Linked DNA regions of Macaca mulatta: region 1 is linked to region 2. Evidence: chromatin contacts called from public Hi-C data. All regions are on one chromosome and are shown on one strand. Each heading gives the region's core, a stretch centred on a gene start, on an enhancer-like site or on the middle of the called end of the contact. The rest is flanking DNA. Distances are from core to core; before and after follow the strand shown.

The links. Hi-C and Micro-C count contacts between places; a contact is called where the count stands out from the background.
Region 1: a contact with region 2 is called in a Hi-C map of liver, with 3 times the contacts expected there. The contact joins the promoter of CISD3 here to the promoter of EPOP in region 2. A contact is called at or near these places in 6 of 14 Hi-C or Micro-C datasets (CD4 T cells, blood, cortical neurons and 3 more).

Annotation. Positions count from the first base shown.
Region 1 is chr16:63,010,915-63,016,451 of T2T-MMU8v2.0, reverse strand. It overlaps CISD3 (CDGSH iron sulfur domain 3), which reads right to left and starts at 3,282. Exons shown (of 4, transcript XM_015119508.3): 1 at 3,025-3,282; 2 at 2,645-2,680; 3 at 1,982-2,101; 4 at 1-151. The coding sequence starts at 3,072. It also overlaps the pseudogene LOC114673242.
Region 2 is chr16:62,951,681-62,957,246 of T2T-MMU8v2.0, reverse strand. EPOP (elongin BC and polycomb repressive complex 2 associated protein) reads left to right here and starts at 1,330. Exons shown (of 1, transcript NM_001193705.1): 1 at 1,330-2,748. The coding sequence starts at 1,330. The coding sequence ends at 2,469.

The DNA.
Region 1 (5,537 bases), core at 2,033-4,532, 57 kb before region 2:
GCACGCGCTCACTCCTGTGGGTGCCATCGCAGTACGGGGGCCTCTGAGTGGCCTTGCAGGTACAGAGTGCCACCGTGCGGGTCTCTTGGGCCTTGAACTTGAGGGGAGATAGGCCAGTGCGTTGGAAGAAGTGGGAGCCGTCACAGAAGGGCTGGTGGGGGAAAGACGGGAGTCAAAGACCTGACCCCACCTGCTGGGATGGGGCGGAGCAGGGCACACCGCAGGAGCTCAGGGGGAGTGCAGCACAGTGGTTAGGGTGCAGGCTCCAGCGTGAGACTGCCGGGGCTCACCGAGTGACCTCTCTAATCTGTAATGTGGGGGTGATAAGAGTAGAGTTGTATGAGGAAATAAAATAATGATATGGTATGCTTTGCCTATAGTGTCTGGTAAGTATTTACAGCGGCTTTATAGCATTAGTCTCTGGGACACCCAGAGAGCCAGGACACTAATAGATGTGTGTGTGTGTGTGTGAGAATGGCTCTGAGTCTCCACTGGATCATGAAATTCATTTCCTTCCCATGTTCCTGGGTTAAAACTTCTTTGGGCTGGAGAGTACCCTGTGGTAGCAATTTTGTTTGGCTCTAGGGAATAACTGGACATGTGACAGGGAGTGAAGGTTACCGGGAGGAGGGGATGCCCATCGCAAACTGGCTGACTGGCACAGAAGTGTACTCCCCATCCCAGAAGCTGCTCGAGCAGAGACTGGTAATGGAAACAGGCCCAGAGAGGTGACATGCCTTGTTAGTTGAAGGCAGAACTGGTGCCAAGGCTTTTTTTTTTTTTTTTTTTTTTTGACAGGGTCTCACTCTGTTGCCCAGGCTGGAGTGCAGTGATCCAAACACGGCTCACTGTAGCCTCAACTTCCTGGGCTCAAGTGGTCCTCCTTCCTCAGCCTCCATTATGGCTGGGAACACAGGCCCAACTCCATGCTAGTTTTTGGTAGGGGTAGAGGCATTTGTAGAAGCGGGGTCTCAACTTTGTTGCCCAGACTGTTCTTGAACTTCTGGGCTCAAAAGATCCTCCTGCCTTGGCCTCCCAAAGTGCTGGGATTACAGGTGAGCCACCTCGCCTGTGAACCAAGGCCTCTTGACATTGGAGTTAGGGTGGGATGGAAGAGAGGTGAAAGAAGCGTGCAAATAGAAACCAGCAACTTGTCTTAGAGGGCTTGAGGTGTGTGGACCTAAGTGGGACTCAGGGACCCTGGGCTGCTGACACCATGCCACACAGCTTGAAGGAACACCAGTCAGAGCTCTGCTCAGGAAGGAAAGGGGCCAGGGAGGCAAACAATATGGGCAGGTTCCTGCTGGGATGAAAGGTTCCTGGGCAGAAGGGGAAGCAGGTGGGGCAGGCAGCGAAGCTGAGAAGACAGCAAACTGTGGCAGGCAGCCAGGACGTCCCATAAACTAAGAAGGAAGAGTTTTCTGGAAGAAGAGTGGAGAGCGGCACGGGGGAAGGCTGGGAGGCTTTGGAGGCAGGAGAGCCTGAGCAGAATCTCTTCCCAATGTGTCTATGGCCATACCACCCTGAACGTGCCCAATCTCATCTGATCTCGGAAGCTAAGCAGGGTCAGGCCTGGTTAGTACTTGGATGGAAGACCACCAGGAAATACCAGGTGCTGTAGGCTTTCGGGGTTCAAGGCCTGGGAATCTATGGCCCAGGTGCTTCCTGGAAGGAGACAGGGAAGGGCCAGGTGAGCTTCGTCATGCAGTGCACCTCTGAGAAGCAAACAGCTCCAGAAGAGGCCACTGGAAGCCTGGCCACATCAGACTGGCTGCGTGACTGAGTTTCTGTCTCTCTGGCTTCATTGCAAGAGATAGATGCAGTGAGCTTAAGCTTGCTGGTGGCACTGGCCTTTTGTCCCCAAATCCCCTTGGTGTCCCTCAGGTATGTATGGGAAGACTAAAATCATCTGGGTGGGAACTCACTGGAGACACCAGGCTGTTCCCAGAGGTATCAGTAGGAAGGCAGGTAGGGGTCTCACCTGCTTCTTGCTGCGGCCACACACACACCACCTGTAGGTTTTCCCTGCCACCAGCTCCACCTTGATGGGGGTCTTCAGGGCCACCACAGACCTGGCTGGGGTTCTAGGGAACCACCGGGCCTGTGGCCAGGGAAGATGAGGGGCTCAGGGTTAGCTCAAGCCCTGGAAGCACCTTCCTGCCTGCGACCTTTCCCAGTTTCCCACTGGCCTGTGTGTGTGGCAGGTTTCCTCTACAAGAGGCTGATCTGATGCCACCCAACAAGACCGTTTCCCAGGACACCATAAGGACCGTGAGCTTTGGATGGTGAAGAGATTTCAAAGCCATGCAGGCGCTCAGGTTTCACGGTCCAGCTGCCTTCCCTCAAAGGCTGGCTCCCACCTGGGTGTTAGGGAGGGCGGGCCGGGATCCTTCCAGCCTGTGGCAGGGCCACCCACACCGGGCTTGGTTCATTAGGTGCTGCTGTCCTCAGAACTGAAGACTGGCGCCCTGCCCAGTGCCCTCTGGTCTGCCCCACCTCCCTGAGAGCCACAGGCTAACTCCAGGTGCCGGGAGTCTGGGGAAATAGGGCTGTACCCTCCTAGCTCCATACCCTGTCTCTGCCTTTTAGATCTCTGTGCCTGGGGGTCTTGTGTGAGGACGCGGGGGAGGATGGGGGGACTTACCAGCCAGGAGGAGATGTCCCGCCGCGGGTTCAGGTCCTGCAAAGTACGCAAGCATGGCAAGCATCACAAGATAGTGATTGGGAAACGGAAAAAAAAAATCAGTGGAAAGGGAAGGACATGGGAGGCCATCTGGGAAGGAGGAGGTGACAGGGTTGAAGGGGCGAGGGAGGAATGAGAGGGTAAGAAAAAGGTCGCAAGAGAAGGTGTTGGCTGGGGAGGAACTGGCGCTAGGGAAAAGCCTGTGAGCTGAGGCAAGCCAGACACCGGCGGGGCGGGCCGGGGGCTCCGGGATGCTCGGTCGGGGCCGGGGCTGGAGTGGGGGCTGGCAGGGACCCAGGTGGGGTTCGGGGCGGGGGCCGGGGCGGGGCTGGGGTGCTCACCCAGGCGCCGTGCGCCGCCGGCCGCAAGATCGCCCCCACGCAGCGCATGGCCGCCTTCCGCGCCGCGCCTGTGCCCCCGCCCGCGCCGGCTCCGCCCCCGCCCCCGCCGGGTCACCTCCCCGCCCCCTCGGTCCCCGGCCCGCCAGGCCCCGGAAGACGCCGCAGCGTTCTGCGAGGGCTAAGGCCAGGGGCCGACGGGGTCCGGAAGCCTGGCCGCGGGGCCCGCCCAGCGGCCTCCTCGGCGCGCCGGGCGTGAGCGGTCGGCCCTGGCGCCCCCTGCCGGGCGGGTCTGGCAGCGGAACGCCCCGCGCACAGCCTCAGCGCCTGGGGCACCCGCGAGGGCACGGGACCTTCCCAGGATTCGCTGTTGCTGGCCGAGCCTCAGCCGCGCTTCTGGGAGCGAGTAGCGGGCGTCGCGTCACCTCGGGACGGGTCAGGGTCCCGACGGCCGGTGCCCACGGATTGATGCACCCTGCGGGCTGGGCCCGGGTGTGCTGAGCATTCGCGTCTGTGCGCGCTCTGCCGCTGAGTGCCGACAGAAGGGCCGCAGCCCACGCCCTCCTACCCTCCCGCAGTTGGCACCCACCTCCTGTCCCTTTCCATAAAGCCAGACCACGCACGGACTCTTCGGATTTTTTTTTTTTTTTTTTTTTGCAAAACATTCTTTTATTAAAAGAACAAGTGCTGTTTACGAACTGCCCTTCGTACAAATAACATCCGTTATACAAAGATACAAGATCCGGGTTATGCACAATTCCAGGCTTGGAGGTGGCAGGGGGCATCGCCTTTGGGCTGAGGATATCAAGGTTTTAGAAAGAATGAAAAAGGAGCCCCTGGGTTTGCAATCTGTGGCTTCCCCTCCCTGCTCCCTAGGAAGGGTCTGCTACATGGAAACAGGCTGGGATAGAAAGGGGGCGGGATGGGAGCAGGGGTGGGGTCTCCAGTCCCACCACCCCAGTCCCAAGTTGAGCTGGAGAAAGTGAACAAAGGGGAATGAAGGCACCCCTCAGTTCCCAACTTTTCAGTAGGTCAAGACAAAGTGGTCGGGAGCTAGACACACTCTCAATCTGGGTCGCCATGGCAGGAGAGAGCCAAGGCTACTTGCCCACCTTCCTCAGAATTCCCAGTTGAAGTTACCTCAATCCCTCTAGGCACCTCTCCCCAGGAAAATAAGTTGAGATAAAGGAGAACTGGGTGCAAGCTGCCCACCCCTAACTGGCCCACTGCACACCAAGGAAGATCCTAGAAGGTGGCAGGGGAAGCCTGTGCCTTTGAAAACCTGTCTTCATTTCCAATTTGGGAAAGAGAAGCGTGGAGGTTACCCTTTCTCAGAGCTGGCCCCTAGCTTGTGCTCCTCTCATTTCTCTAGACCCTTCCTGAGAGTCTGGGGTGAGCACCTCCCTAGAACTCAGTATGGGGGGAATGGGCAGGGGTCCCCTCATCAGCCTCAAGGTCAGGACACCTTGAGGCAGCGCAGACCCAGGAGCCTGAGGGGGAAAAAGCCCCACAAATAGGAAAAACGAACCAAGACAATCCTTAAAGTGTCATTGTCCATGGAGAGGATCCACTAGCTCTGAGCTAAGACAGTCAGTGCCACATAGACACCCTCCCACCCCAGGCACAGCCCTGCACTCACACTGTGTGTCACACACACAGGGACAGCAAGCCAGCCAGCCATGTGGAGACCATGCCCTGGGAACCAAGGGCCAGGAGGCCACAGTCCTGAGGGCTGGTCCTGGCCCTGTCACTGAGCCCCTTCTAGGCTTGGAGCTGTCATCTGTGATGGGAGGGGCTGGCTGAAATGACCCCTAAAGACAGGTCCCTTCAGCGCTGGCATGCACCAGTTGTGACCCCACAGCAGGCACTGCCTCCGTATGCACCCCCACTCACACCTCCTCACCAAGGGTGGGAACACCCGACTCCACATGCTCACCCACTCACACCTCCTCACTGAGGGTGGGAACACACGAAGCTCTGCTCTCATGCGTTTCCAAACTCTGCTTCCGCTCTGCAAACCACATCCTTCCCCTCCCCCAGACAAAGAGATCTACAAATCTGGGTCCCTTCCCACCCTCCACCATCCAAATTCACTCTCGTAAAAGGGACTGAGGTTAGGAGAGGGTGAGATCGTTACAGCCATCCCCCTGCATTGGTATTCTGCTCCTCCTGAAGCTTTCCAGACCTTTCCCGTTGAAGCTCCCTGAGAAGAAGGAAATGCCACTACCTCTCTCATGAGAGACAGGGGAAAGAGAAGAGGGCTGCATCAATTCATACCCAGCCTGGGCCCTGTCTTCAAATCTAACCACAGTAGCCCAGTCTGGGGAATGCAAGCGGCTTGGGAGAGTTGGAGAACAGACACTTGGAGATGAGCTGAGGGAGGGAAGAAGTATTGGGCGGGGGTGGGGTATCTTGGTTTCAGTGCACAGAATCACTTGGACCTCTCACTCTTCAACATGGCAGCCTCAGGGTAGATTTACTTCCCTTCCCATCCAGACAGAAGTTAAGTTTCGCTC
Region 2 (5,566 bases), core at 81-2,580:
CCAAAGTGCTGGGATTACAGGCGTGAGCCACCGCGCCCGGCCGAAATTCACTTTTTCTTTATTTTCCTTGGGGGATATGAGAGTGAGGGTCTGTGCGTGCCCTCCTGTGGCCTCTTCAACCTGTTTGGCAGATCAAGCCTCAGAGCGGAGCATCCTGGGATTGGGGGTCAGGGGTTGCAGAGCCAGCACTCTGAATTTAGTTGAGGCGGAGTATTTAGATACTGCATCAGAGAAATGGAAATAGGTACTGAGACAGCCTATTTATCGGCTTCCATGGGTGTAATAACACTCCCACCCTTCCAAATTTATTTTTTTCTTTGTTCATCTTGCATATAACTACTGAGTTCTTAACTACTTATACATTACAGCATTTTTTGAGCCTGCTGTGTGCCACGTACTGTTTTAAGGGCCATTCACGGCCCGCTAGAATCCCTGCTGTGCAAAGCTTGTAAACAACCATTGCCTCATTTCATCTTTCCCCTAAACATTATTTCTGATATTCATCTACGTTGATTCACATAGCTCTTTTAGTCCCAAGAGGGCAGATATGAAGCGTCCCATTTTACAGATGCAAAACCCAGACTGCTCGGGAAAAAACAAGTTGCTTTCCGACGACGAAATCCCAGGACGCCACTGGGCCACGTGCGGCGGCGCATCTGGCCCCTAGCGATCCCACCCGCGCACGCTCCCTCCCGCGCTCCCTCCCAGCCGCCGCCGCGCCGGGTCCACGTGTGTGTGTCTGTGTGCGGAATGGGGACGGGGGCGGCGCCGCCGGAGGGGTGGGGTCCGGGCTAACGTCACGGGCGGTGCGGCCCAATCAGCGGCGGGCTCGCGGCCCCGGCGCTGGTATTGGGGCAGCGAGGGGGCAGTTCTCTATAACGCGGTCTCCGGGAGCCAGCGGGGAAGAAAGAAACCGAGCAGGCGGAAGGCGCCCTCCCCGCCGCCTGGGCCCGGGCACCGGGTGCCGGGCCCGGGGTCCTTCCCGCCTCCCGCGGCCGCAGGCCGCTTTGTTTCCCCTGCCTCTGCGCTTCGGGCGACTCGAGAGGGTCTCCCGCCGGGGCTGCGAAGGGGACGCGGCGGCAGAAGGGCGGCCGACCCCGCTGGGACTCACAGGGACCCAGGAGTCCGGCTGCCGGGAGGGCCGCGTGAGGAGAGCGAAGAGGGAGCCCGAGCTCTGCGGCCCTGGGTAGCGGGCCGGGGGCGCCCGTGAGCAGAGACCTCCCCGTCGACGGGGGGCGATGTTCCCCTCGCCCGTGGGCTCTTCGGGCAGCCAGGGCATCCCGCCGCTGGGACCTGGACCCCCTCAGTGGGCACCCCTCAGGCTGCTCCATGGAGACCCTCTGCCCCGCACCCCGCCTGGCAGTGCCGGCGTCCCCGCGAGGGTCGCCCTGCTCTCCCACGCCCCGGAAGCCGTGTCGGGGGACCCAGGAATTCTCTCCGCTGTGCCTGCGTGCCCTCGCCTTCTGCGCCCTTGCCAAGCCCCGGGCGTCCTCTCTGGGCCCGGGGCCTGGGGAGCTGGCGGCGCGGTCTCCCGTGCTGCGGGGCCCTCACGCCCCCCTGCGCCCTGGCGGCTGGGCCCCGGATGGCCTGAAGCACCTCTGGGCACCGACCGGGCGGCCCAGCGTTCCTAACACCGCGTCCAGCGAGGATGCGGACGTTGCAGCGTGCCCCCGCCGCGGAGAAGAGGAAGAGGGCGGAGGCGGTTTCCCGCACTTCGGCGTTCGCTCCTGTGCACCTCCGGGCCGCTGCCCAGCGCCCCCGCGCCCTCGGGAATCTACGACCGGCTTCGCCTCGGCCCTGCCTCTCCCGGCCCCGGGTCTCGAGCCTCAGCGTGGCCCAGCCGCCAGCCCGCCTCATGAGCCCAGTTCCCAACCTCCGTCGCCACCTGCGGGCCTCTCCACCGATCCCGCGGGTCCCGGGGCGGCGCCGGGGCCATTCCTGCCCGGCCAGCCTGCCGAAGTCGATGGAAACCCCCAGCCGGCCGCCCCCGAGGCTCCAGCGGCCAGCCCCTCGACGGCCAGCCCGGCTCCGGCCGCACCTGGAGATCTCCGCCAGGAACATTTCGATCGTCTGATCCGCCGATCGAAACTTTGGTGTTACGCGAAGGGCTTCGCCTTGGATACCCCGAGTTTGCGCCGGGGGCCAGAGCGGCCGCCTGCGAAAGGGTCGGCTCGGGGAGCCGCCAAGAAACGCCGGCGGCCGGCGCCCCCTGCGCGCACCGCGCAGCCCCGCCGCCCTGCACCGACGCTCCCCACCACGAGCACCTTCAGCCTCCTCAACTGCTTCCCCTGCCCCCCGGCCCTGGTGGTCGGGGAAGACGGAGACCTAAAGCCGGCATCCTCGCTTCGCCTCCAGGGAGACTCTAAGCCCCCGCCCGCCCACCCGCTGTGGAGGTGGCAGATGGGGGGTCCCGCTGTCCCTGAGCCCCCTGGCCTCAAATTCTGGGGGATCAACATGGATGAAAGCTGACCGTGGGACTTCTGCCAAAGGGGAAAAGTTGGGACCATGGCCAAACCGCGGGCTTGAGGAGAGAGCCCCGTTTCTCACATTTGTCCCCTTCCTTTACATTTTAGGAGCTGTGGGCAGAGGAACCTAAATGACAGTGATCTTCAAGCACCTAAGTGTTCGGGGTGACAGTCCCTCCCCCTCATCCTTTGCAAAGAAACCCAGGGCTGGAGTCGGGAGAAGGCTTAAGCAAGAAAGGCTGATGACATAGATTCCAATCCCTGCCCCCTTCCATCTCGGACCGTTGGAGGCAGGGCCTGCACCCCAGTGGGAGCAAAGGAGGCCACCGCTCAAAGACAGCCCCCACCCCCCCAAAAAAAGAGGAGAGAGACCTCGGTGATGGACAAAACGGTTGTTACTGTGTTTGTGGGCGAGCCTGGGGTGCGGGGGCTGCGGTGGGGGTGGGGAGATGATTGGCAGCTCCCTGGGGGCATCCCCCACCCCCACTGTCCAGGCCTTTAACCCTTTGCTCCCCTCAGGCCTTCCCTAACGCTCCAAGCACCGTTGGAGCCTTCAATGGGTGAGGGAGCTTGGGTAAGAGGTAGATCACCCCCTTCCTGTCCCCTTTCTAGGCCCCCTCAAGTGCAGGTGACCCCTAATTGGTGAGATCTTCAGTCTCAGCCGCCGACCTTTCCCTTTTGTCCAGTTTTGGAGTTCCCATCTTTTTCCCTGTTTGCTTTCCGAGTGTAAGGTCTGGCCGGTGAGAAAGATTCCCCCCAACCTTGATTAATCAGCCCTCTCCCCCAACTTACTTTCCTTAGGACGGGTAGGGCTGAGGGACCTCCTCTCCAGAAAAGTGCTTACTTTGCCTGGGGAAGGGGCAAGACACTGTCCCAGGGAAAGTAATAGAAGGTGGAAGAAATCAATAAAATCAGACCAAACAAGTCGCCTTTCGAGGGCCTCCACCGATTTATGGATGAGAGGAGGTGGAGGTGGAAGGCAGGCCCGAGTCCATTCTTGGACACCCAAACTCAGCCCCCTTAAAGAGTGGAAACAAAACAAGCTGCACTTTGCAGAGGTGGTAAATGAAAGGACTCTTGGCCTAACTGCAAGAGTCCCCTGGGGTTTGAAAGGACAAAGTTTGAGTCTGGATGGGATCTGCGCTGAGGTACCTTAAGCTTCCCCCGCAACATGTCCCAGCCTCAGGCATTGCGGGAGTTGTCAGAGATCTGATGGATCCGAAGGGGGCAGGGCCGGGGATTAGGTTTGGGGTCAGAGGTTCTGTTTTCCAGGGGAGGGGTGAGATAGGCCTGGATCACGCCCTCTGCCATACCCTCCAGCTAGGAGGATCTTGAGTCAGAGAGGGTTGGAAGCGTTTTCTCCTCCACCCAGGTGAGGTCAGGGGAGGTTAGGTCTTAGGCAGATGGCAAGTTGAGGTGTGAAGGGAAGCTGGGGCTTTTAAATCTGCCGAACAACTGAGGGACCCAGTGCCCCTTCTGCCCCGCACTAGTGAATAGCGCCCCCTCTTCCCCCCGAAAACGAGGTGAGAGAGGAACAGTTCCCACGCTGGGGAAGGACTTGTCTCCTTTTCTGTGAAAATGCTTTGTAAAAAGTTGTTACTGTTTGCATAGAGCAGATTCTTGAGAAAAACTGTTTTGGACCATAAAAGTTTTGTTTGTTTTAAAAACTGTCTCCTTTCATTTTTCTTTCCCTGGGGGTGAGGGTGGGGGTGGGGTGGGTGGGCGTGGGGTGGGCACTTCTCTCTTTTTCCTTAACATCTGGCCTCTGTGAACCCTGCTGACCTCCCCTCCCCCTCCAGCTGTGTTGTGGGAGGAGGAAGGAGGGGTGGGCGAGTGCCTTCCACCCTGTGCTTCGGGGGTCTCCATCTTATTTTGCCCCCCAAAGAATGGAGAACGGGAAGAAGGCAGACACGAGGGGTGGGGAGAGAATCGCCGTGAAGAGGGGAGCTGTTAGGAGAAGTCTGGAAAGCAGACTCCCTGGTTTTCAAAGGCCCCTTGGTTTTAGTAATGCGCTCTGGGTCAGTGTGGGCCCCACCCGCCTGCCTGGAGCCGGGCACGGGACGATGGCGTGAGCTCAGGGTGAAGGAGGAAGGGCTGGTGGGCATGAAATACTCTTTTTGGACTTTCCTCCTCCGGGGCAGGGGGAGATGCTGTCAATTTAGCTTCTTTCATCCCTGCACCACCTGCCCCCACCCTTACTCCCCTACCCCCACCTTTACTCCCCCACCTCCACCCTGCAAGTGAAAGGGTTACCACTGGACCTGGAAGGGGGCGGGGCAGCGAGTTAAAAAACACGCCTTTTAGCCAAATAAGATTTAATTCTAGTTATTTTACAGAATAGGGAACTACATTAGTTCCCAGGGCTGCCATAACGAATCACAACAAACTTGGTGGCTTAAAAGACAGATATTTAAGCCTCCGGGTGTGGTGGCTCACGTCTGTAATCCCAGCATTTTGGGAGGCCAAGGCGGGCAGATCACAAGGTCAGGAGATCGAGACAATCCTGGCCAACATGGTGAAACCCCGTCTCTACTAAAAATACAAAAATTAGCTGGGCATGGTGGCTCGTGCCTGTAACACCAGCTACTCCGGAGGCTGAGGCAGGAGAATCGCTTGAACCCGGGAGTCGGAGGTTGCAGTGAGCTGAGATCATACCACTGCACTCCAGCCTGGCAACAGAGTGAGACTCCACCTCAGAAAACAACAACAACAACAAACCCAGATATTTCTTCTCTTCCATTTACTGGGGCCAGAGGTCCAAAACCAAGGCGTTGCAGGGCTAAACTCCCTCCCGAGGCTCTCGGGAAGGGCCCCCTCCATGCCTCTTCCAGCTTCTGTGGCCCCACGTGTTCCTTGGCTTGTGGCTGCAGAGTTCCCATTCTCCCACTGTATGGCCCTCCCTTCTCCTGTCACGAGGATACTTGTCATTGGCTTTAGGGCCCACCAGACAATCCAGGATGATCTTGTCTTGACATCTTTAATTAAGCTACGTTTACAGAGACCCTTTTTCCAAATGAAGTCATATTCATAGGCTCTAGGGGAGTGGGGCTGGGGATTAGGACCTGGACACATCTTTCTGGGTTCCACCATTCAGCCCACCC